Linked DNA regions of Mus musculus: regions 1 and 2 are each linked to region 3. Evidence: chromatin contacts called from public Micro-C and promoter capture Hi-C data. All regions are on one chromosome and are shown on one strand. Each heading gives the region's core, a stretch centred on a gene start, on an enhancer-like site or on the middle of the called end of the contact. The rest is flanking DNA. Distances are from core to core; before and after follow the strand shown.

The links. Promoter capture Hi-C pulls out the DNA fragments that hold promoters and counts their contacts. Hi-C and Micro-C count contacts between places; a contact is called where the count stands out from the background.
Region 1: a contact with region 3 is called in a Micro-C map of palatal mesenchyme, with 1.9 times the contacts expected there. The contact joins the promoter of Wnt16 here to the promoter of Ing3 in region 3. A contact is called at or near these places in 1 of 484 Hi-C or Micro-C datasets (palatal mesenchyme), 2 of 115 datasets of contacts at active chromatin or transcription factors (bone marrow-derived macrophages and pancreatic cancer cells) and 2 of 9 other capture datasets (adipose tissue and pancreatic islet).
Region 2: a promoter capture Hi-C map of pre-B cells shows a contact between it and region 3. The contact joins the enhancer-like site here to the promoter of Ing3 in region 3. A contact is called at or near these places in 1 of 39 promoter capture datasets (pre-B cells), 3 of 484 Hi-C or Micro-C datasets (pre-B cells, regulatory T cells and rod photoreceptor), 3 of 115 datasets of contacts at active chromatin or transcription factors (bone marrow-derived macrophages, memory CD8 T cells and pancreatic cancer cells) and 2 of 9 other capture datasets (adipose tissue and liver).

The regions. Positions count from the first base shown.
Region 1 is chr6:22,286,004-22,290,493 of GRCm38.p6, reverse strand. It overlaps Wnt16 (wingless-type MMTV integration site family, member 16), which reads right to left and starts at 2,267. Exons shown (of 4, transcript NM_053116.4): 1 at 1,893-2,267; 2 at 1,466-1,713. The coding sequence starts at 1,987.
Region 2 is chr6:22,329,070-22,333,704 of GRCm38.p6, reverse strand. It overlaps Fam3c (family with sequence similarity 3, member C), which reads left to right. Exons shown (of 10, transcript NM_138587.4): 4 at 4,097-4,126. Among named protein-coding and RNA genes, the nearest start is that of Fam3c, 25 kb to the left of the region's middle. Within about 2 kb of position 2,909, at least 62 of the 459 cell types and tissues checked have an H3K27ac peak or open chromatin away from gene starts, as enhancers often do. A contact at or near this core is called in memory CD8 T cells, pre-B cells, regulatory T cells and 1 more, where this site is marked.
Region 3 is chr6:21,946,259-21,951,325 of GRCm38.p6, reverse strand. It overlaps Ing3 (inhibitor of growth family, member 3), which reads right to left and starts at 1,711. Exons shown (of 12, transcript NM_023626.4): 1 at 1,533-1,711; 2 at 1,217-1,288. The coding sequence starts at 1,560.

The DNA of each region.
Region 1 (4,490 bases), core at 1,018-3,517, 340 kb before region 3:
TTTTTTTTTTGAGTATGCTGCTTTCACAAAATACAATCAGAAAATTTTGGTGTGACCTTTCTTTAAATAGATACTATGCAAACTAAAATTAGCAAAAATCAAGACAACTGGTAGATACATATTCGTTTTCTTTCACATCAAAGATAAGGTTTTAAAGGGGGAGAATATGATGAATAACAATCACTGGTATTGAGTTGTAAACATTTTACACAGTGCAGTGCAGCTGGCTTTATGGTCATATAACTAATGAGAACAAGATCATTGAAAACTTGTAAAAATGCATTGTTGTGGAAAAGTATACTATTTTGAAACAGTTGCACTTTGTACTCCATCAGTAAAGTTGGAGTTAAAATCTTTGAAATCAAATTTCCATTAAGACATTCATAAAACAGACTCGGAAGGACTCAGCAGGCAACTTTTTTCTTTCCAGATGTTTAGATTGGAATAGAAACTGCTTCACGCCGGTTGTCCAATAAACCTTTTCGGTAACGAATGCTTCTGCATCTCAGCAACTGTTTAGGACACATTCTCTCTCTTTCTTACTTTTTCTTTCTCCTCCTGGTTCTTAGCCCTTACCCCACCCCCACCCCCAGGCCAGGGATCCTTCAGCATCACTTGCCAGACAAAACTCAGAGCTGGGACGCACAGCTCTGTGGAGGCGCGTGCAGAAACTGACTGGAGAAGGGTCAAAGTGCAGTACGAACGGAAATGAACTTTAAAAAAACGACAGCGCATCTTTCAGTGCCTCAGGCCTAAAACTCCTACTTTGCTAATATCTCAGGAAGCATCCTAGCACCACTAGCCCCGCTAAGTCACCACGTCTGTAGGAAGAACTTTTTCTTTTTCCACCGCACTTTCCCCGTACCGCAGAGAGAGCTCCCGCCCGGTCAAGGAGAGATGGAAGAAACAGAAAAGTGGGGGACACAGAAGTCGCGCTCAGGTGACAGTCCCTTAAAAAAAAAATCACCATCGTGCACTAAACCTGGTGTTCCCAGGAGTCAGTAAAACGTGCGGCTGTGCTTCAATTGCCACTTGTCCGCAGCTCTGGGCGCCACAGAGCTGCTTAAATCAAAGCAGATGCGGCTGCATCATTCTCGGCTGTAGACCTCATGTTTGTCCAGCTGGTCACCCACGGAGCGGGGCGCCATGGGGTCCTTGGGGTCGACGGGATAGGAACTCAGTTTTTCTGAAACTTTGGCAGGGGCCAGGGGAAGCAAGGAGAATTTCAGCCCTTCTAAGAGTCCTTCTGTAGATCTCGGACGTCCCTCCCCAGGGCCGCACCTGCACACTGGGGGCTGGCCCTTGTTGCCCCAGTTTTCCCCCACCCCCACCTCGCACCAAATGTTCCATATTGAAGACCTTGCCAGCACCGAATTGTGCAGGCGCTATACACTCTATCGAAGGAACGCGCAGAAAAGCTGTCGCCTTGTATGTCCTACCATCCCCGAGGGTCCTGGTGACTCACCGCTACTCAGCTCATAGCCAAAGAGGGGGGCTGTGGCGAGCTGGGTGGAAGTGGTAGTGGCGACCATACAGTTCCACCTCTCGTGTCGGAACTGGCTTCTGCACTCCTGAATGCCCAGCCTGGCGCCCTCGCGGATGCTAGGCAGCAGGTACGGTTTCCTCTTGCACAGCTCCTTCTGGCGGCTGTTCAGCGGCAAGTCGGCGCAGCCCAGCTTCTCCGGTACCCCGAAAGAGGCGATGCCCAACCACCTGTAAGACGCGGCACCCCTGAGGTAAGCCTCTCCCCTTTCCCTCCCCCACCCCAAAAGCATTAGGTCAGCGTTCCTAGGGTCTCCACCCCTTCTCTCCCAGCCTCAAGTTGAAAGCCCACTAGTTGGGTCATTCCTTTGACCAGCCACCCTATATGCCTCCACAGAGCCCATACTCACATCCAGTTGCCCTGGGTTCCGCAGGGGAGCAGCGACAGCACGGCTGCCCACAGCGCACACAAGCTGGGCAGGGCCAGGAGCGCCGCTCTGTCCATGGCCCACGCATGGAGACCCCCAGCCCCAGCCACTCCTCCTCTGTCTCCTCTCTCCAGAGGCCCGCAGGGCCTGGGGTCAGTTTCTTAGCACCCAGTTGTTCCTTGCTCTCTTTCCCCTGGAAGGTAACATTAAACAGGGCAGCAAGGACAGAGACTATCAGCAGTCCCCTAGGCAAGATAAGGCGGAGAAAGTAGCCTAAGGTCCTCTGGCGCAGAGGTGAGGATGAGCTGGAGATGCGGGAGCTTCCCTCACTTTCCAAGGTGAGAAACTTCTGCTGATGTCTCTGTGTCTCCATCGCCCCAGGCTTCTCCTCGCATCTCCTCCCCCCCTGACCGCGCCTGGAGTCTGATTGGCTCAGCAGCAACCCTGTACCTCACCATCTGGAAACTTCAGTGTCTCATTGGCTAACAGTGGGCTCTGCGGGGGGCGCTCCTGGGCTGAGCCTCCGTGACTGTCTAACTAGACCTGGGAGTGTCACGACCTTTCCTCCTCTCACAATGTCCTTAGAGGAGGTCACTGCGAGACTGAGTCAAGCGGAGAGCAAAGAAACGATGAGCACTTCTTAGCATCCTTGAGAGAAAATCTAGCCACATCTAGATTTACCCTTTGAGTAAAAAGGGTAAAGGTGTGGGGGGGCCCGAAGGGAGGGGGGCGGAGCACTCTGCTCTTCTTTCTTGTATTTCTCACTGGTGAATTATCTTTATAAGGTCAGAATTGATACCACAAAAAGCTGATCTTTCCACCCTTGGAAGCGGAGAGGATAGGCGAGAAGGGTTCTTTTCGTGTCATTGTATACACATTTATTTCCAGCTTTCCATCAAATTTCCCCGTATTTTACTTAGGTTCTGTGATGGCTTTTCTCATTTGTCTTATTTCTGTAGCTTTTGGGAGCACAGGCTTTTCTAAGGGGGAAAATGGCAGGCAGACAAATGGGTGAGAGCTGACTAGAGCATTCCAAATAGATGAACGCTGTCCCTACCCTCTTCTGACCCACACTGACCCCACCCCCCACCCAAGGATACCTTCCACAGGGCTACCGAGTGGAAACAACGACAACAGAAATCCTGCACCCACACCAACTGCATGCCCAGACCTATGGAAGTTTGTGGAAATAAGACCCCTTTCCACCAGTGTAAAACCCAGCCAGGCAGACAAATCTAAGGCCAGATGAATTCTGATCATCAGTAACAGAGATTATAGGTAAATGGAATTGGCAGCTTAGGCTTTCACCAAATGTACTTTAGAAGCAGGAAGGGTTCTGAGAAGCAGTCAGAGTTTTGTCTTCAAGAACCCTTTGAAGGTGCCAGGAATATGCTTTGTTGTGGTATCAGAGAGCCCCGCCTCCTCTACTTACAGGCACAGGGTTTTCACCTGCTCCCAAGAGGACATCTGGAATGTTAGTAAACTCTCCAGGTGCTATCATCTCGGTGGGTGACCACACTTAGCCTCAGCGCTGAAAGGCTTGGACAGCTTTTGCTTGCTTTTAATACTCAGCCTCACTTAAGGTCAATCAAAGCTCACTCACACACCCATCCTGTCCCATTCACTCCTTTATCCAGCAAGCACTGCGCGCACACTACGTACCAGGTCCTAAAACCACACTGTAATTTTTAGAAAGTCAAGTTGATGATAGGGTATGGTTACTGATCCAGAAATATTTTGGCTAATAGCTAGTGGCCTCTCTGAAAGTCGGAGCCTTTATCCAAGCCCACTTTATCCTCTAAGCCTCTCCAAGAAGGGACCAGAGTACACCCATAGCTGTTCCACGGCCATTGGTCCCGGAGAAGCAGATAGTCTTTTGAAGCGCAGCTCACAGAGTGGATTAACATGATGAGGAACATCCCGAACAGATGCCTAAGTGGCCTAAAGGCTGAAAATAGAGACATTTCTTCCTTGTAAGGGAAACTGGAGAGGGTGCAATCTTGGGTTTGGGTAGAGGGTGTGGAGAACATCAATTGCTTAAGCTGATTTTTAAAGGCCAACTGTGTTTGATTTTTTTTTTTAATTCAGAAATATATATTGAGACTGCTTTGGGTTAAAATGTGAGACTGGCACTGAACCACACAGCTGTAGAGATCATAATTTACTTGACAAAACAGACAAGTAAACTCACAATTACATTCTGATACAGTCAGTGTGGGAAGTAAAGTGTGCCGTGAACACACAGCGAGGATAATCCAGAGTTGTGGGCCAAATGGACGAGCCTGCTGAATCCTGCCTTCATGTTTCCTCTAGGGATCCAGTGCTGCACAGGCATTCTGCTAAAGCCTTGGGAGAGACATCAGAACATGCCATTTAGGGAATCAGCCCACCAGCACAACATTTTCAGGTCCAAGACAGTCCTATAGTGTCTCTTTCATGTGGTCTAGGGCTTTTATAACAAAGTAGACGTGTCCATTAGTTCACCCAGCTGGAGGGGTACACTTGACATTCAGTGAGCAGACAGGTGAGTGCCAGGCTCTGTGAACTTTCACAAGTGAGAGCCTGTTATATGCCCGCAGA
Region 2 (4,635 bases), core at 1,660-4,159, 380 kb before region 3:
TTTCCACTCTTCCCATCTGGATCCACCCACCCCATTTCTGTCTTGCATTTGAAAAGAACAGGCTTCTAAAAGGTAGCAACCAAACCTGACAAAATAAAATATAGTAAGATAAAACAAAAGTCATCATATTGAAGTTGAACAAGACAAATGAAGAAAAGGAAAAGAACCCAAACTTTATTTGTTTGTTCCTTTTCTTGAGACAGGATTTCCTCTATGTAGCCTGGGCTGTCCTGGAACTCACTCTGTAGACCAGGCTGGCCCTGAACTCAGATCTGCCTCCCTCTGCCTCCCAAGTGCTGGGCTTAAAGACATGCACTCACTAAACCTAGCTCGTTGTCTCAAGCTCTTTATATCATAGTGTTTCAGAAAAATAAAACAGACATTTCCAGACAGGAAGAATGAAAAATGTGCCCACAGTTAATAATTGAAACTACCAAGGTAGATTGTGATGTAAAAGAATAAAATAAAAATTAAAAGGCAAAGAACCACAACAACTAAAAACTATAATCTCCTAAATGAAGTGTTTTGGCATGGGGGTGTAGCTCAGTGGTAAGTGAGGACTACCTTGCTTAGCATATCTAGATTTAGTCCCCAGCATGTCCCACTCCCAAATACACAAACACTAGTTTTTTTAAATAAGACTTAATCTTGAAGGAATTATCAAGTCACGCTCCATTTGTAAAAATAATACGCAGAGACCCTGGATACCCTTGCTTTAGAATTCCACCCATTCACAGGCTGGACAGGGACTTGTACAGTCTGTTAGTCATGTTCCTGGCCCTGATTTAATGCGGGGTTAGTTTTCAGCATGGGCCTTTAACTAGTACAGAGCTGAACAAAGTCCAGGTTACCACTGCAGATATTGCTGCAGTGAATTTGTGGATGTAATTATTTTTAGACTTCTATGTCTAAGCCATTGGTAAGTACAACATATATGGGGTAGTTAAGACAGTATTAAAAGCTTAGGTACAACTTAGTTCTAATCCTATAGTCTGACTTAATTGAAGGACATTCATGGAAGTCTGATGAAATCAGGCAGGGTGTGTCCATCTCTTGATGTATTATCTAAAAGAAATGAAAGATCGGGGTTATCACCTAGAGTCAGAAGTAAACCATGCAGGTGAAGAGAGGCTCTTGTCTTCCAGGCTGGGCTTGCACCTGACACTTTAGCAATCACCCGTATTCATGAAAATTAGGTCATCTGCTACCTGCAGGTTTACATTCTCCTAATTGCAGCCCTGGGGACAAATCTTTCGGTTTTGATGGGTTTTGGATACAAGTAAACTAACCGTGTCTAGAAGTGCTTCTTGAGAATGGCTTTCCCTTCAAGCCTCTCATCAGCTAACACATGTTCCACGGAGGGCGATTTACCCTGAAGCCCGATGACTCACAAACAGATTTCCAGGCCGTTGTCTTTAACTAAGTAGCAATTACAGATCTGGCATCTGAAATGTAACCAGCAAAATGATCTGATTGTTTTCAAATTTTTAGACATTTATTTCTACTGTTTCATGTATGTGGGTGTTTGGCCCACATGTTACGTCTTTGCAGTACTCTTATACATGGTGCCTGAGGGTGTGGTGAGCCTCCAGGTGGGTGCTGGGAGTGGAACCCAGGTCCTTTGCAACAAAAGTGCTCATAACCACGAAGCCAGCTCCCCGGTCCTAGAGTTACTCTGCCCTTCCTTCTCTGAGACTACTTAAAAAAAAAAAAGTCACCACATCTCATTTTCTGGAAGAGTTAACTGTAAAGGTCCCTACCCTGCCACTGTGCTCTGGGACTGACTGGTGATCTGTCTGCTCATAGTCACCCTTTAGAAGTGAGTGGTGCAGCCAGCCTGAGTGCTATATGAGATGATTCTGTTTGGGACCAGCAGGATTGCTCAGCAGGGAAACAATGCTTGTCGTCAAGCCTGACTTCTTGAGTTCAATTCCTAGGACCCACATGGTAGAAGGAGAGAACTGGCTCTTGTAAGTTGTCCTCTGGGATTTCCACGTGTGTCCCTTGGCACGCCCGTATCCATACATATACAACATATGCATACACATTACATTGTATGCATACACCTCAATAAGTAAATGTAATGAGAAATTAAACATACACTAAAAAATAGAAGCTAGCTCCACCAATCACAATTATGACCTAAAACACACACGAGTTAACTGCTCTGTCTTCCGTTTCCTTATATCTGAAACGCGATGACCATGTCAGTAATCACCAAGAAGTACTTGACAGAGCTAACACATAGGAAAGAGTGGAATTATTTAGTTCTGTTCTGATCTTCCTCTCCCATTCCCTATTACCATAATAGATCAGATGACCTGCCGTCTAATTAGCCCAGCACGGGTCAGGGAGAGTGGAATTCCTGATTTTAACAGTACTCCTTTCTAGAAATTTAAACACCTGAGTCTGGTGATATATTCTTTTCTTTAACTAATTAATTAGTTAATTAATAATGTTTGGTTTGTGCTTTTTTGAGACAAGGTTTCTCTGTGTAGCTCTGGCTATCCAGTCTGTAGACCCGGCTGGCCTCAAACTCAGGTCTACCTGTCTCTTCCTCCTGAGGGCTGAGATTAAAGGCGTGTGCCACCTTCAGCCAGCTAATTGCTTTTTTTGTTAACTGTGCTTATTAGTGTGGTGTGTGTGTGTAAACATATTTGTATATGTGTGTTGGTACATGTGTTCATGGCGCATGAGTGGAGGTCAGAGGACCACCTGGGAGAGTCAGGTCTCTCCTTCCAGCGTCTGGATGCTGGGAACACCCGGCTTGGTGTCAAGCCTGCCGCTACCCATTGCACCTTCACATCGTTTTTCTTCTTAAAGACAGACTGAGGTTGAGCGTGTCTAGCCTGCACATTGCTGACTTAGTTCTGGGGGTTAGTTTTCTCATTCGAAAGAGCGAAAGCATCGGATCTGATCTCTGTAATTATACCAGGAAATGGAAAGAGTGAGCTAGGGAAACCGCAGCACCTGCGTGTGTGCTTGCTCCACTCCTTTTACCCCTCCCCCTTTCTGCTTGTTATTTGCTTGTTCGTGGCTGTCTTTCCTTGGGAATCATTTCTGTGCCTGGGTTATGGAGTTGGGGAGGCTGTTGTGCTGTGTCCAGGGCATTACTCTTTCCCTGCATTCCAGCTGTGTGACTTTAGTGGTGTATAATATTCTCCTAAGTGTTCTGAGAGTTGAAGCCTCTGACTTGGTTTCTTCTCTTAAAATACCTCGCCACTCCCTTTCAGCTTTAACTTTCTGTTCTATCATTTGAATAGTAGACTTGCAGGAAACTCACAGTTATCAAAAATAGTACAGAAGTAAAAACTTAAGTGTCTATTTATAGTCAGACAGCTGGCCAGCTTCTTTCACTGTGTACTAATTTGCCAAAGCAGGAGCCAGCTGCCCACAGTACTTTGATGGTCCCTGTCCACATTTCTTGGACTGGGATCAGACACTGGAGTGTTACAGAGCGCCAAGCGTAACTGTGAAGGAGGACAGTTGAGACCCACTGTGGGGGCTAAGAGCTGACCTTTGCCCTTCCTTGAACTGATGAAGTAAACTCTTAGTAACAGCATTAATATCATTATGCCAACCAGTACACTTTTGTTCTGAGAAATTCAGGTTCCCCAACTTTTACCTCTTTGGACTTCCAAAGCCTTGCAACCCTCCCCGCCCCCCAAGATGGGTTTATGAACGTTCTCCAGGGCTGTGTGGGTACCCAGCACTGGCCAGCAGCAGCAGCCGTGGCAGCAGAAGCAGCATCATTTAAATATTATCATGTTCATCAACACACACTGTAGTCTTTTAAAGATATATTTTCAGGCTGACTTTTTGAGTAGGATCCAAATTTGCAGTAAATAATCAAATAGAATGTTTAAAATGACATTTCACTAATAAAACACAGCTTCTCCAGGATTTCAGCACACACTTGCCCATAATGAATTACATAGTGGGCAGGTAACTGCTTCTCTGAAGTGATATTGTGATGTAGATGCGCAGTCATTCACACACACATTGCTTAGGCTTATTAGAAGCTTTAATATGTTGAAAGTAGGTCATTGCCAATGGGCCTGTGCTTTCTAATAGTCTTAACTGTTTCTCTCCTTAGCTCGATCCGCGCTGGACTCAGCCATTCGTTGTAAGTCTCTCATCTTGGTGTTTTATAAGTACTTTATCCTGTGTGTTCATTGGAAAGCTTTTATCCAACGAGTGTGGGCAGGTTGTGAACAAACCCTGAAGGAGACAAGTTGTGTTGGATGTCCTACTGTCATAGGCTCTTCATTCCCACTGGGCGTTTGCTCTTCACTTGGGTTCTGACCCATGGCGTAAGCACAGACGATGTTTATCGAATAGAGGAGTCTGCTGCCGCTGATACCTGGATGGATGGAAGGACTGAGCTTTCACTGATCCTGGCTTTGGACTAGACAATGCAAAGGAGCCAATTAAAAAGCCTCAGGCACCCTGAAATTTAACTTCCAGAATGATTAAGTAAAATCTGCCTTGCTGAGCAAGATCATATGGCACGATCCATTTCTGTCAGGTTAGCTCATTCCTCACGAGGGTCTGAATAAGGGAGCCTTTTTATATTGGAAGCTTTGCCTTTCTTCTTGTTCTTTTGATACTCTTAGAGAAAAACATTCTGACAGA
Region 3 (5,067 bases), core at 462-2,961:
TCCCAGAATTTTAAAAAAATTGAATGATTGACAATGTTTTAAATTATCCTTTATTCTAAACCTATTTGTAATGGGCATTATACATCCTAATTATCTGTATTAGTTTAAATCCTCAGAAGACTGTCAGTTTTTAAAAAAAAAAAAAAAAAGCAAACAAGCCCCCCAGGCAGCAAGGCTGGAGTTGTCCTAGTCGTCCTGTCCAAGAGTGAACCCAAATCTGTCTGCCACCAAACTCTACTCAATCCCTCTGGAATGTGCTTCGGCAGGTGTTTACTACTGCAACTACCTTAAAGTCAAAGAGAAAAAGCACACCTATTCCAGTCACAGATTTATGAGAGGCTATTGGGCAATGCACCCCAAGAGATGACCCAGAGACTGAGATGAGAAAAGTACAGTCAGGGACAAAAGGTACAGAAATGAGGGGCAGGGGCGGCAGAGGCTCATGAATGAAGAGAACAAGCCCTTAGCAAACTCAAGTTACCTTTGAGCCTCTTCCAGTCTGGCTTTTTCAAAAGAACAAGGTTCATTTTGGAAATAAGTCACATATAAAGCTGCCAAGCACTGACAGAAAAAAAAATCAATGCTAGCAATGCCTGAAAAGCCAAGCACTAGGCAGACAGAAGCAGGAAGATGAGGAGATTAGAGCAAGCCTAGGATTATTATACATATTGAGTGTGAGACCAGCCTGAATGACGTGGTTGTGTTTACAAAACAAGAAACCAGTAGGGAAGCCTATCAAACGTCTACAGTTTTCTAAAGAGCAAGCGGGTGATTTCCTTAAAATCTGATCTCTCTCACTCATTTCTGGCTGAGAAAGTGTCCACGCTGTTCACAGCTCTAAGTGTCTTCCATTAATATGCAACTTGTCAAAGTTCGGCCTTCCGAGTTCACTAGGGTCCCTAGCCTGCCCTTCTATGTCTTTGCTCTGGAGAAATTCGGAATGTAATGAACTTTTAAGTCTGAATGCAGAACTCCAAGTTTCCACATCCAGGCTCGGGTGCAAACCTTCTGAAAATCACGCGAGTTTCCACTGCGGTGCAGTGTCGTCATCTCCATGCAGTACACAAACAACTGTGTTTGCTGTGCCCCGCGTGTTAACGGTACGGTGTGCCCGCCGCCTCCTTGTCACAGCCTGAAAAAAGTAGCGCGGAGGACCCGCCAGGCGATGCCCGAGGGAGGCCGGGGCTGCGCGGGGCCGTGGAGACGCGCCACTTACTCTGCACCTGCAGATCCATCTCGCGCATCTCCGTGAAGCGGTCCCGTAGGTCCATCGGAAGCTGCTCAATCACTGTCAAAGGCACAGTCCGTCAGAGGGCGGGGCCAACGGCGAAGGGACGCGCTGGCGTCACGCGTGTGTGCGTGCGTGCGTGCGTGCGTACGGGAGGGGGGGCGGCTCACAACGAGGCTGCCAGTTACCGTGAGAAAGAAACATCCCCCGCTCCCCCTCCCTCCCGCCATCCCGCCCGCCCGGCCACTCGCGCTCCCGCCCGCCGCCGATCCCGCCCGCCGCGTCGCCGGCGCCGCGCACTCACTTTCCAAATAGTCCTCTAGGTACAACATCGCGGCCCTGACTGTTGCGGGGACGAACGGGTCCAGGGGTTTATTTGTGTCACTCGCTGTCGCCGGAGTTTTGTCCCTTCCAATATGGCGCCTCCGCTAGCAGCACCCGCTCGACTCCGGCAAAGGAAAAAAAAAAAAAAAAAAGCAAAGGAAAAAAAAAAAGGCTCCACTTTGGCGCCTGACGGCGCTTGCCTCACTGCCGCCCGCCGTTGCTATTGGCTGTCTGCAGCGATGACGTCAACCGGCCGGTGCGGATCTCCGCGGTATTCTGGGAAATGTAGTCTTCTTTTTCCCCGAGCGTGGCCATTAGTGAGGGTGTCTCTTGGAGTGGCAACTACAGAAACCACACGCCTGCGCGAAACGGGCACGCCAGAATCCGAAATGCGGTGCCTCTGTTTATTTGTTGATTTCTTACATGGGGGATGACGGGAGTTGTATGCGCCTGCCTGACACAACTAGGAACAACTTTTCACCTGTTCTGGGCGGTGATTCTAAGCCCGCCGTTTGTGAGTCATGGATTTCTGGCTGTGCTAGGCAAATAGCAAAGATTCCAAACGCTAGAATAATCGGCTAAGTTCGGAAAATTCAGGTTGTTTAGAACAGAACTCGCTGCTGGAATTTATCTTCATTATTCACTCCTGATAAATAAATGGGACAAGTGATTGGTGTCCCTGCAACGTTAAGATAATTTATAGTGAGACTGGAGCGAATGTGCATTTCCCAAATTAAAAGACACCCAAAATAGTATTCAGTAGCCAGTTATGTTTTGCGGTGTATCTTGTGTTCATTGTAAAACAACTGTTCAAATGCATCCGCAATAAAGTAAATAAATAGATGAATAAATAACAACCAACCATAAATTATAGTGATTTAATGCATTGCTGGCATATACTAACAATGATTTAAATTTATGTTGGGTAAGTAGCTGGGTTAATGTTTATAGTTCTGGGCAGGCTTTTTTAATAACCCTAGCAAATGTTCACTGGTGGTATAACAAGTGTATCACCGCCCCGTTTCTATCTTAAAAATGCCTTTCATAAAAATTCGTACACTAAATGCTTCTGTGTTTTGGGGAAAATGATCCCTTCTTAGACTATCTGGTGGATTATAACACCACACACCTGTAATCCCCTAAGTGGGAGAATTGAGACAGGAGGATTAGGAGTGTGAGCTTTGGCAACATAGGCAATTAGAAGCCAACCCAGATTATGGAAGACCCTTTCTCATACAAAAGAAAATAAATCAGTATGACACATTTTATTCACTACTCAATATTTTTATGTTACAATTTTATTTACAATGACATACTTGTATTCTCTTTTGTCTTCTTTTAAAGCCATTTTCTTATTACTTGAATGTTAAATATATTTAGTCTACACCTGTTTAATTTAAATTTTGTACTAAAACTATTTATCTGTTTGTGCTCTTTGTTCAAAAGCAGCCACGTTTGTTTACAGTGCCTAATTTCATCTGTGTTGGGGTTTTTAACTCTGAATTCACTTTTCCAGGGTTATAAATATAGAGAAATTTCACTGCTGGAGTTAAAATCGAGTTTTGCTAGAGAATATTAGCATTTGACTCTGCAACTTTGCTGCAAGACACCATCAAACTTAGGGTCAAATTAAGTTATGTAGTTGAGGTTTATTCTATTGCACCGATAGATTGAATTGGAACCTGTAATGAAAATACTTCATTATATACTCTCAAGGGAGACTTTTTCTTCCTTATTGGCCTCTTAAGTCCAAGACAAGCATGTTTTCTTAGTGGCCTCTTATATGAAAAGAGTTTATTGCTCACCTACTCTTACATAGGGACTATTCCTCTTGGGATCCTGTCTTCTATTAGACTCCTCCTTGAGAACTGATTTTTGACGTTGTCTTCTTACAGTGGCTGGATGCATAGCTGTTCAAGCAGGAATTCTACATGGCCAAGATTTGATTGATAGTCTCTGAACTAAAGCTGACTTCGTTCCCAGCTTACCTCAAACGTGCTCATTTCCTTTGCTCATTCCTTCTGTATCCATTCTGAGAATTTCTATATGTCCTAGTAGAATATCAGTTCATTTGAATCCATTTGTTTATTTGAGATGGGATCCTGGGTAGCCCAAGCTGACCTCCAATTCACTATTGTAATCCAAGCTAATCTTGAACTTTTAACCTTCCTGCTTGCACCTTCAAAATGTTGACTTTGCAGGCTTGCACCACCTCACCCGATTTGGCTCCATTTGAGCTTGTTAACCCAGATTTTTAGAAAATTGTTTTTAGCAGATACTGCATTAAGAGTAGTTAATATGGCATGCTGTCAAAAGTAGAAGTTCACCGTGTCTATGTAAACCAAGTTTCCTCAGAGAGTGTTCTGTAGTGAGGAAAATGGAATTTTAAGATGATTTCAAACATAGTCAGTGTACACACACCTTCTAGAGAAGCCTAGAATAAGACTTACATGCTGTTTCCCTTACTGAACACAACCCTGATTGCTGGACTACATAGCACCTGCAGAAAGCTGCATTATCTATGCTATTGAATTATGCAATTGATGATTGTCGGTGATGCCACCTGCACACAACCAACACCATATTTCTTGGCAGTGCTTCCTATGATATAAAGGACTGTCTCTGTGTTTGTAGCCCTACACTCCCTGATAATAGCGTATTAATTCATCACGGATGTGCTGAAGGTGGTCCTATCTTAGGCATCTAAGCACTGTCTTACAGTGTGAATTGAGAATGTAGAGACAAGACACCAACAGCACTGTAATGCAAGTGTGTTTATTGTGGCACATGAATGTGTGGTCCTCTTGCTCCTGTGGCTAAACTGCATCATTGAAGCTCTCCTTCTTTCCTCACTGTTCTCCACTTTCTCTGTCACTGTCTCACAAAAGCTGTGAAATGTTGAAGGTGGTTTTAATGTTCAATGTGCCTGTGTCCATATGTGTAAATGGGGAATAGCAATAGAGATTAAGACATGGGGATGCTTGTGAAACTGTCTTCTATGCAGAGCTCTTAGATTAATACCAGTTATATGCCATTATTCAGTAAATGTTAGCTGCTATTACCATCATCATTCAGGTCACATGTCCCTCATAAGTTACCCATATTGCAGTTGGGACTTTCTGCTGCTCTGGGGTTCTGCTCTGCACCTGTGCTTCTCTTCAGGCCCCACGCTATTGGAAGATTTGTACTATTTGGGGGCGGGAGGAGGGGTGGTGGGAATGCACATGCCATGGCTTATGTGTGGAAGTCAGAGGGCAGTTTATGGGAATCAGTTCTCTCCTTCCACCCTGTTGATTCCAAAGAAGAAACAGGTTCTCAGGTTTGACAGCAAGTACCACTGAGCTATCTGCAACACCTGCTAGAATTAACTTACCTACAGCTATGTTATGATTCCACTGTCATGCTAAATTCTAGGGAGTGGCATGCACGGAAGATGTACCACGTACATCAGGGAAAATGAATGCCTAAATAGAGTTAGAATTTAAAGAAATGATTCAGAAGTTGATGCAAATTGT